2 separate regions of the Ovis aries genome follow, and region 1 is linked to region 2. The links are chromatin contacts, called in public Hi-C maps. All regions are on one chromosome and are shown on one strand. The core of a region is the stretch at or near the end of the contact, and the rest is flanking DNA. Distances in the headings are between cores, read along the strand shown. Region 1 holds the start of PRICKLE1 (prickle planar cell polarity protein 1). Region 2 has its middle 16 kb from the start of TRNAC-GCA.

Region 1 (5,677 bases), core at 266-2,765, 98 kb after region 2:
CCAAACAATAGGTGTTCAACAAATGAAACTTTTGTGAGGTCACCACAGAGCTCCAAGTCCTCTGATATCAGATTGATTTATCGATTTATTTCTCATCATAAGAAAGTAGCATTGTCTCCAGTTAATAGGGAGATCCAACTGCACCTTCCATAAATATACTTCTCTTGAGCTGCTCCATACCCAATTCTGCTGGCCACAAGTACCGACTGGTCCATCAGAGAGGATTTTCTCAGGAAGATGCAGTGATGCTTGGTCAGTGATGCTTTCCTCCACCCCATCCTCCACTGATTCTATTCCACAGTGTTATTCAATTTGTTGGAAAACTAATTTGACTTGAAGGTGTCCATTGAAACAATAGACAGGCACCCACAGATGGAGAGTGGACTCTTTGCCCTTATAAGTACTGATTTTCACAACCTCTATGGGTGGAATAAATCATTTTGTCAGCCTTCTGGACAGTTCTGGAGTTTAGGTAGAAGCTAAAAGGCTACAGCTTAATAGAAGCATTTGTAACCCTGTTAAGATAAACACACACAATTCCAAAAAAAATGCTGAGAAGCAAGACAGCCTAGGTTGTTTTCCCCCAGATTCCCATCAGGTACAAACACCGGGAACAAGCGGAGTTACTTCAAAAGCAACAGTCTTGTTTCCTGAAAGATCTGTGCTCAGAAGTTTAGAAACTCAGGGGTGAATCTAGAGGTGAGAAAGTTTTCACGGCGCAGGGAGATCTAAATCAGATTTGGAATTGCAGAGCACAGGGCTGTGGCCAAACTTTCCTTAAATTTGTACTATTTCCCCTTCATTTTGTCTTAAATGTTATTGATTTTATATCCTTTTTTCATCAACTCAGAATTTGTTCAGTATTCCCTTATTTTACTCCCAGTTAAAATAGAAGAGATTTGGTGCTCCGAAAATTTCTAGAATTAGCTGTTTTGATTTTTCTTAAAGAAATTTAAAAATCCATCGATTAACACACCGCCCTCCCTCACGCATGCACACATCCTCTTCTTTCAGGAAGATGTTACAGTGTCCCAGAGGGTAGTAGAAGGGATTGAGAGGTCAAGGAATCCCTAGATTTTCAGAGACACCTGTCAAGTTGGGCTCAACACCTGCTGTCCGATCCACCCTCTGTAACCCCGGTGGAATGAAACTCCACTGATCTGGAACTGGAACGAGTGAGGGGGGTTAAGGTTCTAAGGCGACACAGATGTCAGGGCAGAACTTTCCAACAAGCTGAGCTCCACTTCATCTGAGAAAATGCGCCTGAGAGCCCAGCCCTGGAGACTGGGCAGACTGAAAACATGGAGTAGCTTGGCCAGGAAAATGATCATCGCGATGAAAGTAGTATTTTGAATACGACTCTAAGTGCGACACGCTAACTTGGCTCAGGCCGGGACGTTGCGACGAGCTGAGGTTTTCACATGCGCTCCTCAGACTCTTGAGTTTTTATTGAGATGACCAGGGTGGGAGGGGAGGGCAGGCTGAATCTGTGGCTTCTTGCTCGGAGGTGGAGACAGCCCAGCCTGCGGGACTACACGAGATAGGATCGAGTACAATCCGGTCCCCAGTGAGGCGAGGCGCGCCGGAAGGAATCGAAGTAAGAGTTTAATTAACTATCCCGCCCCGACCAAGCCAAAGGAAAAGAACCCCAAATAGGCAACCCCGAAACCGTTTGATCAGAGGAAATTGGGTTTGTCTTTTTTGCTCCTTCACCCTTCCTGTCTTTCCATCCATCAGAATGCTTGGTTTAAAAAAAAAAAAAAAAAGCGTATAATTGGGGGCGGGGCAGAGAAGACCCGACTGCACTTGAGAACCCCGGCTGCGCCCAGGCGAACTTCATCCCGCAGATTGCGCGGACTCAGCTCAGCCCTCCCGCGGCGCCGAGCCGGTCCAACCAGCCCGGGCTCCGCGCGCCCTCGGCCGCCGGAATCCGGCGCCGACCCGCCAGCCTTTCGCAGCGGAGCCGGGGCCGCGTGGGCGCGCGCGGCCCGGATCCCGCGGCGGGTTCCGCGCTCCGCGTTTTCGCTCGCGCCGGGCGGGCGGCCGAGGGCGGGGTGCGCGGCGGCGCGGAGAGGGCTGGGGAGCCGGGCGCACTCCGCCTGCAGCCCCGCGAGCGCCGCCTCCCGCGGCCGCCGCGCCAGACAGCGCGCCCCGGAGCGTGCCCGCCTCGCGCCGCCAGCGCTGACCTCCGCGAGGGGCGCCGCGGCCGCAACGGCCACGTCCCGGGTGCCGGGTGGTTTCTGCGCTGCCCGCCTTCGCCCGCCGCTGACACCGCGGAGCGCGGGTCCGCAGAGCCGACGCAGAGTCGACGACCGTCCAGCCGAGTCCCGCTCCCTCTCTGAGGTGAGTGGGCTCTGCAGAGGGGCTGCGGGTGCGGCGGTGGGCGGCTAGCGCCGCGGGGTAAGGGCCGAAAAGGTCCGCGTCACTGCGGGGCGTCTGACACTCGGAGTGGTTCGGTGTCGCAGAAGATGCGGGAGATGGGCATAACCGGTTTGTTGGGCTGTGTAGACAGTGAAAGCAGATACTGGGGCTGCGGCACCAGAGGGCTTCAGATAGCCTGCCCGCACCGCTCCTGTTGGCTGCAGCACAACCAACTCTTCCTTTGATTCTTCCCTGCGTGGAAACCGTTCAGGGGCCCCAGAGTTGGGGCGCTGCGGGGCGCAGGGAGGCCAGGGCGCATTGGTCAGTGTCCGCCGCTTAGGATCGCCTGTCACCTACCGGCGTCCAGAGGCAGGCTGCCGACTCTCCCCTAACACTCCGGGGAAAGGGTCGATTGCTTTTTTCCTGGGGTGCATCAGCCCCCTACCTCCCGCCCCAGCAGAGCTGTTTTCTGCGTGTAACACGAATATGGGAAAGAATGGGAGCGTCGACTTCCTTTTAGGCAGAAAAAGTTAAAGAAACTGGGCATGTTAATAATTAGCAGGACCCGGACTCAGGATGCAGCAGAAAGCTGTTAAATTTTCATTGCCCTCTAAGAAAAACAAACGGCATCGCCAGTGACTATTGGCAGTGCCGTGTTATTTTGGGGACTTTGGGGAAATTGTCCACAGATTGTCTTCAGGAGGCTGAAGAAGGAGGTGGGGGTGGGGGAAGGACGGCTGGCACCGCTCTGCGTTCCAGCTTGCCTAAGGAGGGTTCAGAATCACAAGCCAAACACGTTTGGTTGCTGATTTCTTGAAGAGTATGGAAGGCAGAGCCACTGCGGCCCTGAGCAAGGTGAAGAACACGGCATGGGAACTGCCTAAAGGAAAAGAACATGTAAGGATCTTGCCTCTCCCAAGGAATTCAGCTGCATTTGTGCTATAAAAAGCATGCATATATATGTGGCTTTTAGGATGGGTTTTATGGAGAAGAGGTTGTATGTGATGAAATTGTACCTGCGGTAGTTTGTCTAGCTCCCAATTTTAACCAGTACTTCAGAAGGGTGTTTGCTGCTGATGTTACATAATCAATGTGGTTCACTGTCAGATATTTTTTAATGTGTTTTTGGAGTAAAAGGAACTTCCATCTGTTACTTCAGACAAACCCAAGGTGTAGACGGGTGAGGGTTGCTGAATATTTGCCCTGGTCTGGCTCCAGATGTGTGAGCTCAGCTGTTGCCTGTCACTTAGGTGACAACTGGCCTTTTCCCACTAAGCCTTTGCTGTCTCCATTATCCTCAGTGAAGTGTTCAGTCGCCTTCTATTATCAGAGTGGACTCTAGCCGCTTGGGAGGCGGTAGCCTTGTTTGACCATTCCCAACAATATGTCTGTTTTCAGACTTTAGGAAGGGGGAAAAGAAATCCCATGACAGCAAGATAGATACATTCTGAATTGAGCACCAACTTAATCCAAAGATCCTGCTTTAATCAAGACAGCTCTGGAAGAATGACGCAATATTTGTCAAGCCTTTTTCTCTGGAACAATATTTACTCCCACCAGGGGATTTTAAACTTAAACAGCAGCCATTTATCTTGCTGTCTGGTGGGGCCCGGTTCAGTTTGCCTCCATGTGGTCCCAGCCTAGGTGGCTGGGCCGGGCCTGGGACAGGAATCTGTCATTGTAGCCCAGCTGGAACCTGAAGAAAGCAAAATACAGCACCTGCTGGTACCAGGGAGTTCCTAAATGCCGTCAACTGGCAAGTCAGGAAATACAGAGGAGATGTTTTAAAGCCCTTCCAGAAATGTTTATACAAAGGATTTAAAGGTTAACAATGCATGTGCTCTACATATTAAAACTAAAAGGTGCTAGAAATAAATGGACATTACCCACAGTTGAAAGTTGGCACACTGCTGATGAACTTGAAAATCTCTATTTTGATAAACCATGGCCAACGACAGTGACTTCTCATGACTAAGCCTAGGAAGGAAGGAAAGGGAGGGACTTCTGAAGAACCAAAGGACTGGATGGAACATAGGGGGAGCCATATTGATATAAGCAAATGGGTTTTGTAAGTTAATTTTTCCATTCTTAATTTACTACTAATTTGTGATTTATCACTAAATGACCCTGTTGGTTCACAGGTTTTTAAGGAAAAGTGATGTATTTTACTCGTGACAGATTCAATCAGTTCTGCCAGTAATACCACTGAACCTTTAAAAGTTTATCATGTTTTTAAAATCAGGGTCTATGGAACCACCATTTGTCTTTCTAATTAAGGAGGTTGTAATGAGTCAGCTTGGGTCACCCAAGTAAAAGTTAATATCAGCTGAATGAAGAAAAGACCCTTATAAGAGTTAATAGCTAAACTATAAAGTTTAGAGTCAGATATAGGTAAAAGTCTGGTTACTCCTAATAACCTCTCCTACGATAACTCTGAAAAGACACAAAAGAAAAGAGGTAACAACTTAAAAATTCTTAAGTCAGAATTTTAAAAAGCTGAAATCTAAGTTTTGAAAAGTGACATTGTGAGATAATTTCTATAGAAGCTTTTATAATTACTTGAAAATCAAACAAAAGGGAGTTGAGTCTTATGACTGACTCTTCGTAATACTCATGAAATGGAACAGGAATTTTTAAAATGATTCTCCAGTAATTAAGTGTACCTGTTGTAATGGTATATACATGGTACTTGAGAATGCCCATATTACAGGAAACAATTTTCAGAAAAGATTATTCTGGTTACTGCAGTTAATTTTCTGGTTAAAGTAGTTTATAAAGAGTAAATTTTTCCTTTTAAAGAAGGAAAGTAATTTTAAAAGTCAAAGTGATCCTCATCTGTGCATAAAAATGTTAAAGATGCCAATGGGCTAGGGTAGACACCTTCCACTTGGGAGAAAAATAGCTCTTTTTTTCGCTCCAGGTTACATAAAATAGTACTAATTGTTTAACTCATTCAAGTGAGAATATTCAGTTTGCTTAAATGCAGGCCTAATTATTTCACAATAAAGAGAGTTAGGAAAGAGAATGAGTTGTGTTTCTAGGTTGGTTGGTTAGTTGGTATTTTGAGGGTTCACTCCTGCTTTGCTGTCTGGTCTCAGAACAAAGCAGTAGTGTGTTGTGCCCTGGTATCTTTAGAAGGTCTCTGTGAGCATGTGAGCTGGGAGAGGAAAGGACAATAGTCCTGGTGCCAAGTCCTGCTTCGATGTTGTTCCTCGAAACCTCAGGTGGCACATGGAGTCAGAGCCAAGTGCCAGGACCCAGCTGGCCCCACTTCTGGATTCTTCTGTCTCTGGACACAAGCAAGCATAGCCCCCAG
Region 2 (6,164 bases), core at 2,737-5,236:
ACCCCATGGACTGTAGCCTGTTGGGCTCCTTTGTCCATGGGAATTGGGTTGCCATTTCCTTCTCCTATATATATATCACACTTAGAACAGTTCCTAACACATACCAATACTGTATACATGGCAGTAATTGTTATTATTAATATTTATTCATCTGGTTATCTATTATTTGCCACAGCCTCTAGGAAGATTTTCCTGAGCCCTTAGGTCTAGGTCAGGGGCTTTCAAACTAACTCATACTTTGTTCCATCGGAGCAAGTCTCACACTGTACTGTCTATGTGTCTGTCTCTCCCACAGAATTGAGTCCCATCGCGGCAGGAACCAGGAACTCTCTCTGACAAGTCTTATTGTCTGGCACTATTTCAGTGCTGGACAAATAGTTCATGCAGAGTAACTGTTTGTGAAAAGAAGGAGAAAGGAAAGAAGGAAGGGTGGGTTATGGCGTGTCATTACCATTTGCTCATAGATTTATGGTACTTAAAACATCTTCGCATATTTCTCCTGTTTATTACTCACATCAGCCTTGTATAGTTGGCAAGGCAGGTTTGATTATGATCACCATTTTAAATTAAGACATTCAAGTTCAACTATATGAAGTGACTTGCTCAAGATTACAAAGTTAATAAATGAGGGAGCCCAAGCTGGGAGCTAGGTCTTCTGACTTCAAATTCCATGTCTTCTTTTCTCCAGAGAATGAAAAATACTATCTGATCCAGCCCCCTCACTGACTTAGTCAGGATTTGTTCTCAGCTGCTGATAAAAGAGGCCTGAATACTGTGGATTCAATAAATCAAGGATATGTTTCTCATCTAAAAGAAGTCCATTTTAGAGAAGAACAGTCTATAGGTGGTGGAGGCACCAAGGTCATTAAGAACCAGGATCTCTGCATACCAATACTCCATGAGTGTGTGCTAAGACACTTCAGTCATGTCCGCCTCTGTGCAACCCTATGGACTGTAGCCAGCCAGTCTCTGCTGTCCATGGGGATTTTCCTGGCAAGAACACTTAAGTGGGTTGCCACTTCTTCCTCCAGAGGATCTTCCCAACCCAAGGATCAAACACGCCTGTCTTACGTCTCCTGCATTGGCAGGCAGGTTCTTTACCACTGGCACCACCTAGGGAGCCCTGTACATGGTGGTAATTGTTGGATGGATCTCCATCCATTCTTTGTGGTGGGCAGAACTCCAAGATGGTCCCAAGATTCCTGCCCCTAGTGTACATGCCCAGAACAACGCCCTCACTGTAAGCATGGGAGGTGCTGTGAATCTGATGGCTCTCACCACCATAATTAGGTTATGTTGTATGACAATGGTGAAGAGATTTTGCAGATACAGCTAAAAGTCCCAAATCAGTTGCCTTTGACCTAATCAAAAAGGAGATTAGCCTGGGGTGCTTGACCTAGTTAGGTGAACAAAAAAAAAAAAAAAAAAAAAGAGGTGCTGAGATCTTCTTAAAGGAAGATATTCAAAGCTAGCTTTTACAAATATGAAAGGTATTTTTTTTTAAAAAAGCTAGCTTTTAAACCTTCTTGAGTGAGACTTGCAAGCTACCCTTCAAAAAGAACACTGCCTTGTATGAAAGAGTCAAGTGGCTAGAACCTGCAAGTGGCCTCTAGGCCCCGGACAGGAAAGAAAGACCTCAGTCCTACCACTGAAAGGAATTGAATCCTGCCAAAAATTGAATGAGCTTGGAAGAGGAGCCCGAATTCCAGATGAAAACACAGCTGAATGACTTCAGCCTCATGAGACCTTGAGCAGAAAATCTAACTAGCTCTTACCCAGACCTCAGACCCAGAGAAACTGTAAGACAATAAACTTGTGTTGCTTTGATCCACTACATCTGTAGTAATTTATTACCCAGCAGTAGAAAACTAATACTTTAGGCATACTTTCTATTCCCAAGCACCTCAGGGTGCAAGTTGGCTGTTGAAATTCCAATATCTGCACAGGAGGTAGCAGGAAAGAAGGGAGGCAAGGCCAAAAAGGAGCCCTTCCCCACTCAGTTACCTCCTACTTTAAACTCACATGGAACTGCCTGAGATATCATGGCAGACACGTGTGGCTATATTTCTTGCCAAGGAGGCTGGGAAATGCACTTGTTTGGTGAGGCACTCTGTCACTTCCAATAATACAAGGAAGGGAGACTGGCCACCAGGGAGACCTCTCCTGTAGAGGGACTGAAGTCCCCAGATGTTAGTGACTAAGTTGCCCAAGTCTTCAAGCCCTCTCTTGGCCAGGCTGCATGTCCCGGCCCTGACATCACGTGCCAGGTTCCCAGGAGCAGGCAGCCAGGGGACTTTGCCCAACACCTGGAACCAGCCCTCCACAGCCCTACTGGTGTCCTTTCCAATTTCTTTGCCTTTCCTTCATCTCCTGCAGTCCCCAAGCACAAGGACTGGTAACACTGACTTTAGAAGGGAAAGGATCACTTTACCAGTCTGTAATAGCATTTTTTTTTTTTTTTTTTACTGTTTAGAGGTCAAGGGTGGAGGAGAACCACTGCGTGTGTAGGACAGGGGATCATATCCTGTAGAAAAGGAGAGTGTGGAAAGAGACTTTAGAAATGCCGTCCAGGTACAAGTCATGAGATCAGGCAGCGACTGGAAGAAACAGCACAAAAGGCTACGAGACCAAATGGTCTTACAGCAAAGTACCCATCAGACGAACACAAAGGCGTTCTGCCCACAGAGACTAGGAAACCGGGTGCTCGAAGCACCTGAGGGGAAAAGCAGTCGTGCTCAGCAGAAGCCAAGAGCCATTCAAGATGGCAGAGGCATTACTAAGGCAAGCTAGAAACGATGAAGTGATAGGGAAACTGGGGTTAAAAAAGTCAGTCTGGGAGTTATTCTCGTACAGAAACAGGTACGATGTCTGGGGTGCCATGAGTGCTAAGTTCTCCCTCATGCTAGGGGGTGAAACATCTTGCAAATGGAAATAGGTTATCATGGTTCTATCCATGCAATTACAGAGCAGCATTTCCACCCCCCACTAATGAAAACTCTGGGTGAGTTTCCACAAGATGTGTTCCGTTTTCTGGTCTTTGGTGATCTTATAACACCAGCTCTTCCTTCAACTCCAGGCATTTCTTTCAGAAAGCAAGTTCTTTTTATATAACAGTCTGTCCTGGTATGTATGATAAAAAGATGCCACTGCAGCATAAATCTGGAGTGGCACGCTGCAAATTGCAAAAATTAAATAGCCTGATGATGTCTCCATGGCCTGTCTTCATAAAGATTATTATACTACAGAGTGTACACCTCACTTGCCAGCCATCAGTGAGAGAAAGGAACTATATACACTAATAAAGTCAATATTTTTAAGAACTATATGACAACTCCCTACAATATGAGCATATCTCCTACTACATAAGTGAAAACTAAGAGAGAGGTAGCCAGAGGGTGTGTAGAAATACAGGTTCTGGAGTCAGAGAACTTAGGTTTGATCAGTCCCAGTGCTCTAGTTTAGCAGCCCGCCTCATTGTTTAACCTCTCTAAGCCACAGTTTCTTCATCTATAAAGGGGGGGGGGGCGCGTAATAGTAGGACCTGCCTCATTAAGGGTATCATGAGGATCAAATGAGAATGCATTTCAAGCCCTTAGCAAAAGGCCTGGATTAATGAATGTTAGCTATTAGCATTTAGAAAGTTAATTCAACTCTGTTTTGCTATGTCTCTGAAGTACTAACCTGTGATCCCAATCTGCTCGCTTCCTTCCATCCAACTGTATAAGCCACAGCAACATCCAAAAACCCATGTTTATTTCTGGAAGCAGAAGGCATCTATCCAGAAGTCATACATCCAGAAGTCATGTATCCAGTCAAGGAAGTATAACCAAGGATGAACCAGACCTGTATTGAGAAAGCATACCTAGTTGAGAATGTCTGATCTACTCTAAAGCTTTTGTTTCCCAGAGGAGCAGACGGAGGCCCAGAAAGGTGAAGACTCTTCAGGGGTCACAACCCCAATTTCAGGATCTGCTTATTGACAAACCTGGCTCAGGCCTGAGACTGGGAGCCAAGTCTCTTGACTCTGATTGCACAATTTTGGCACCACCTCAGGCTGCCTTATGGAATTCAACAAGCATTTCCTGAGAAACCACAGTAGGGGTCATGAAGGAGAACAAGATGGTGATCCTGCCAAGAATGGCATTGAAATCTAATCAGGGAAACAAGCATTGGCGGTGTTAAGAATTCTAAGAGAAGTGCCAACAAAGTGCTAAGAAGGTTTAAGGGCTGCCTCCAACTCATGAAACTTTCATGAAGAAAGTAAATTTCTACTAGACTTTAAAGTAAAGGGAGTCATTTGTTCTAGAATAAATCATGTGAGCAAAGGCCCACGGCTTTAGAGAGAGCTTATAATTTTCTTAAACAGATGAAGGAGATGAACTATACAGAAGTGAGACATCTGGGATCAGGAAAAGCCTATTGTCCAAAGTATCTTATCAAGCCCCAAAGAGAATAAAATACTTCTCCGCTCTTCCCAAATTATTCAGAGTGTCTGCTTTCTGCTTGCCACTTATTCTGAAAGATGAAATGCGAGAGTTGGTAGCACCAAAAACAATTTTTGTTGGATTCCACCTCCAGAGATTCAAGGGGATGGAGATGCTCACTTTTCATTCCTTGGAAAAGTGGAAAGAAGCAAGTAGGAATACCCTAGCCCTCCACTGGAAAGTTAAGGAAGTGGTCTTGCAGGTGACTATTGGCAACTACCACCATTATATTTGTTCCCACTTGAGAAAAGGTAAGAACTCCAATATTTTTAAATCTCTGTTCTGCTCTGGAGTTCCAGCAAGTAGTACCTATAGCTTTCTATCACAGGGTAGAGCTATTAAAATTAAAGAGGTAATGCAGTTTCAATTTTCTTTACAACCATATTAAAATATTAAGAATAAGTTTAGAGTAGATAAATCCTCTGATCTTGTCCTGGTTAGCTATTCAGTTCAACTCAGTCAGTTCAGTCGCTCAGTCACATCCGACTCTTTGCGACCCCATGAACTGCAGTATGCCAGGCCTCCCTGTCTATCAACAACTCCTGGAATTTACTCAAACTCATGTCCACTGAGTCGGTGATGCCATCCAGACATCTTATCCTCTGTTGTCCCCTTCTCCTCCTGCCTTCAATCTTTCCCAGAATCAAAGTCTTTTCCAAGGAGTCAGTTCTTCACATCACGTGGTCAAAGTATTGGAGTTTCAGCTTCAGCATCAGTCCTTCCAATGAATATTAAGCATTGATTTCCTTTAGGATGGACTGGCTGGATCTCCTTGCAGTCCAAGGGACTCTCAAGAGTCTTCTCCAACACCACAGTTCAAAAGCATCAATTCTTCGGTGCTCAGCTTTCTTTATAGTCCAGTTCTCACATCCATACATGACTACTGGAAAAACCATAGCTTTGACAGGACATACCTTTGTTGGCAAAGTAATGTCTCTGCTTTTTAACATGCTGTCTAGGTTGGTCATATTTTTCTTCAAAGAAGCAAGCATCTTTTAATTTCATGGCTGCAGTCACCATCTGAGATTTTGGAGCCCCCCAAAATAAATTCTGTCACTGTTTCCACTGTCTTCCCATCTGTTTGCCATGAAGTGATGGGATCAGATGCCATGATCTTAGTTTTCTGAATGTTGGGCTTCAAACCAACTTTTTTACTCTCCTCTTTCTCTTTCATCAAGAGGCTCTTTAGTTCTTCTTCACTTTCTGCCATAAGGGTGGTGTCATCTGGATATCTGAGGTTATTGATATTTCTCCCGGCAATCTTGATTCCAGCTTGTGCTTCCTCCAGCCCAGCGTTTCTCATGATGTACTCTGCATATAAGTTACATAAGCAGGGTGACAATATACAGCCTTGACATACTCCTTTTCCTATTTGGAACCAGTCTGTTGTTCCATGTCCAGTTTTAACTGTTTCTTCCTGACCTGCACACAGATTTCTCAAGAGGCAGGTCAGGTGGTCTGGTATTCCCATCTCTTTAAGAATTTTCCAGAGTTTGTCGTGGTCCACACAGTCAAAGGCTTTGGTATAGTCAAAGAAGAAGAAGGAGATGTTTTTTAGGAACTCTCTTGCTTTTTTGATGACCCAACAGATGTTGGCAATTTGATCTCTGGTTCCTCTGCCTTTTCTAAAACCAGCTTGAACATCTGAAAGTTCATGGTTCACATACTGTTGAAGTCTGA

The links. Hi-C and Micro-C count contacts between places; a contact is called where the count stands out from the background.
Region 1: a contact with region 2 is called in a Hi-C map of tail adipose tissue, with 2.2 times the contacts expected there. The contact joins the promoter of PRICKLE1 here to the enhancer-like site in region 2. A contact is called at or near these places in 2 of 16 Hi-C or Micro-C datasets (omental adipose tissue and tail adipose tissue).

The regions. Positions count from the first base shown.
Region 1 is chr3:144,347,601-144,353,277 of ARS-UI_Ramb_v3.0, forward strand. PRICKLE1 (prickle planar cell polarity protein 1) reads left to right here and starts at 1,516. Exons shown (of 10, transcript XM_060412711.1): 1 at 1,516-1,597.
Region 2 is chr3:144,246,920-144,253,083 of ARS-UI_Ramb_v3.0, forward strand. No RefSeq gene overlaps it. Among named protein-coding and RNA genes, the nearest start is that of TRNAC-GCA, 16 kb to the right of the region's middle. Within about 2 kb of position 3,987, at least 6 of the 54 cell types and tissues checked have an H3K27ac peak or open chromatin away from gene starts, as enhancers often do. A contact at or near this core is called in tail adipose tissue, where this site is marked.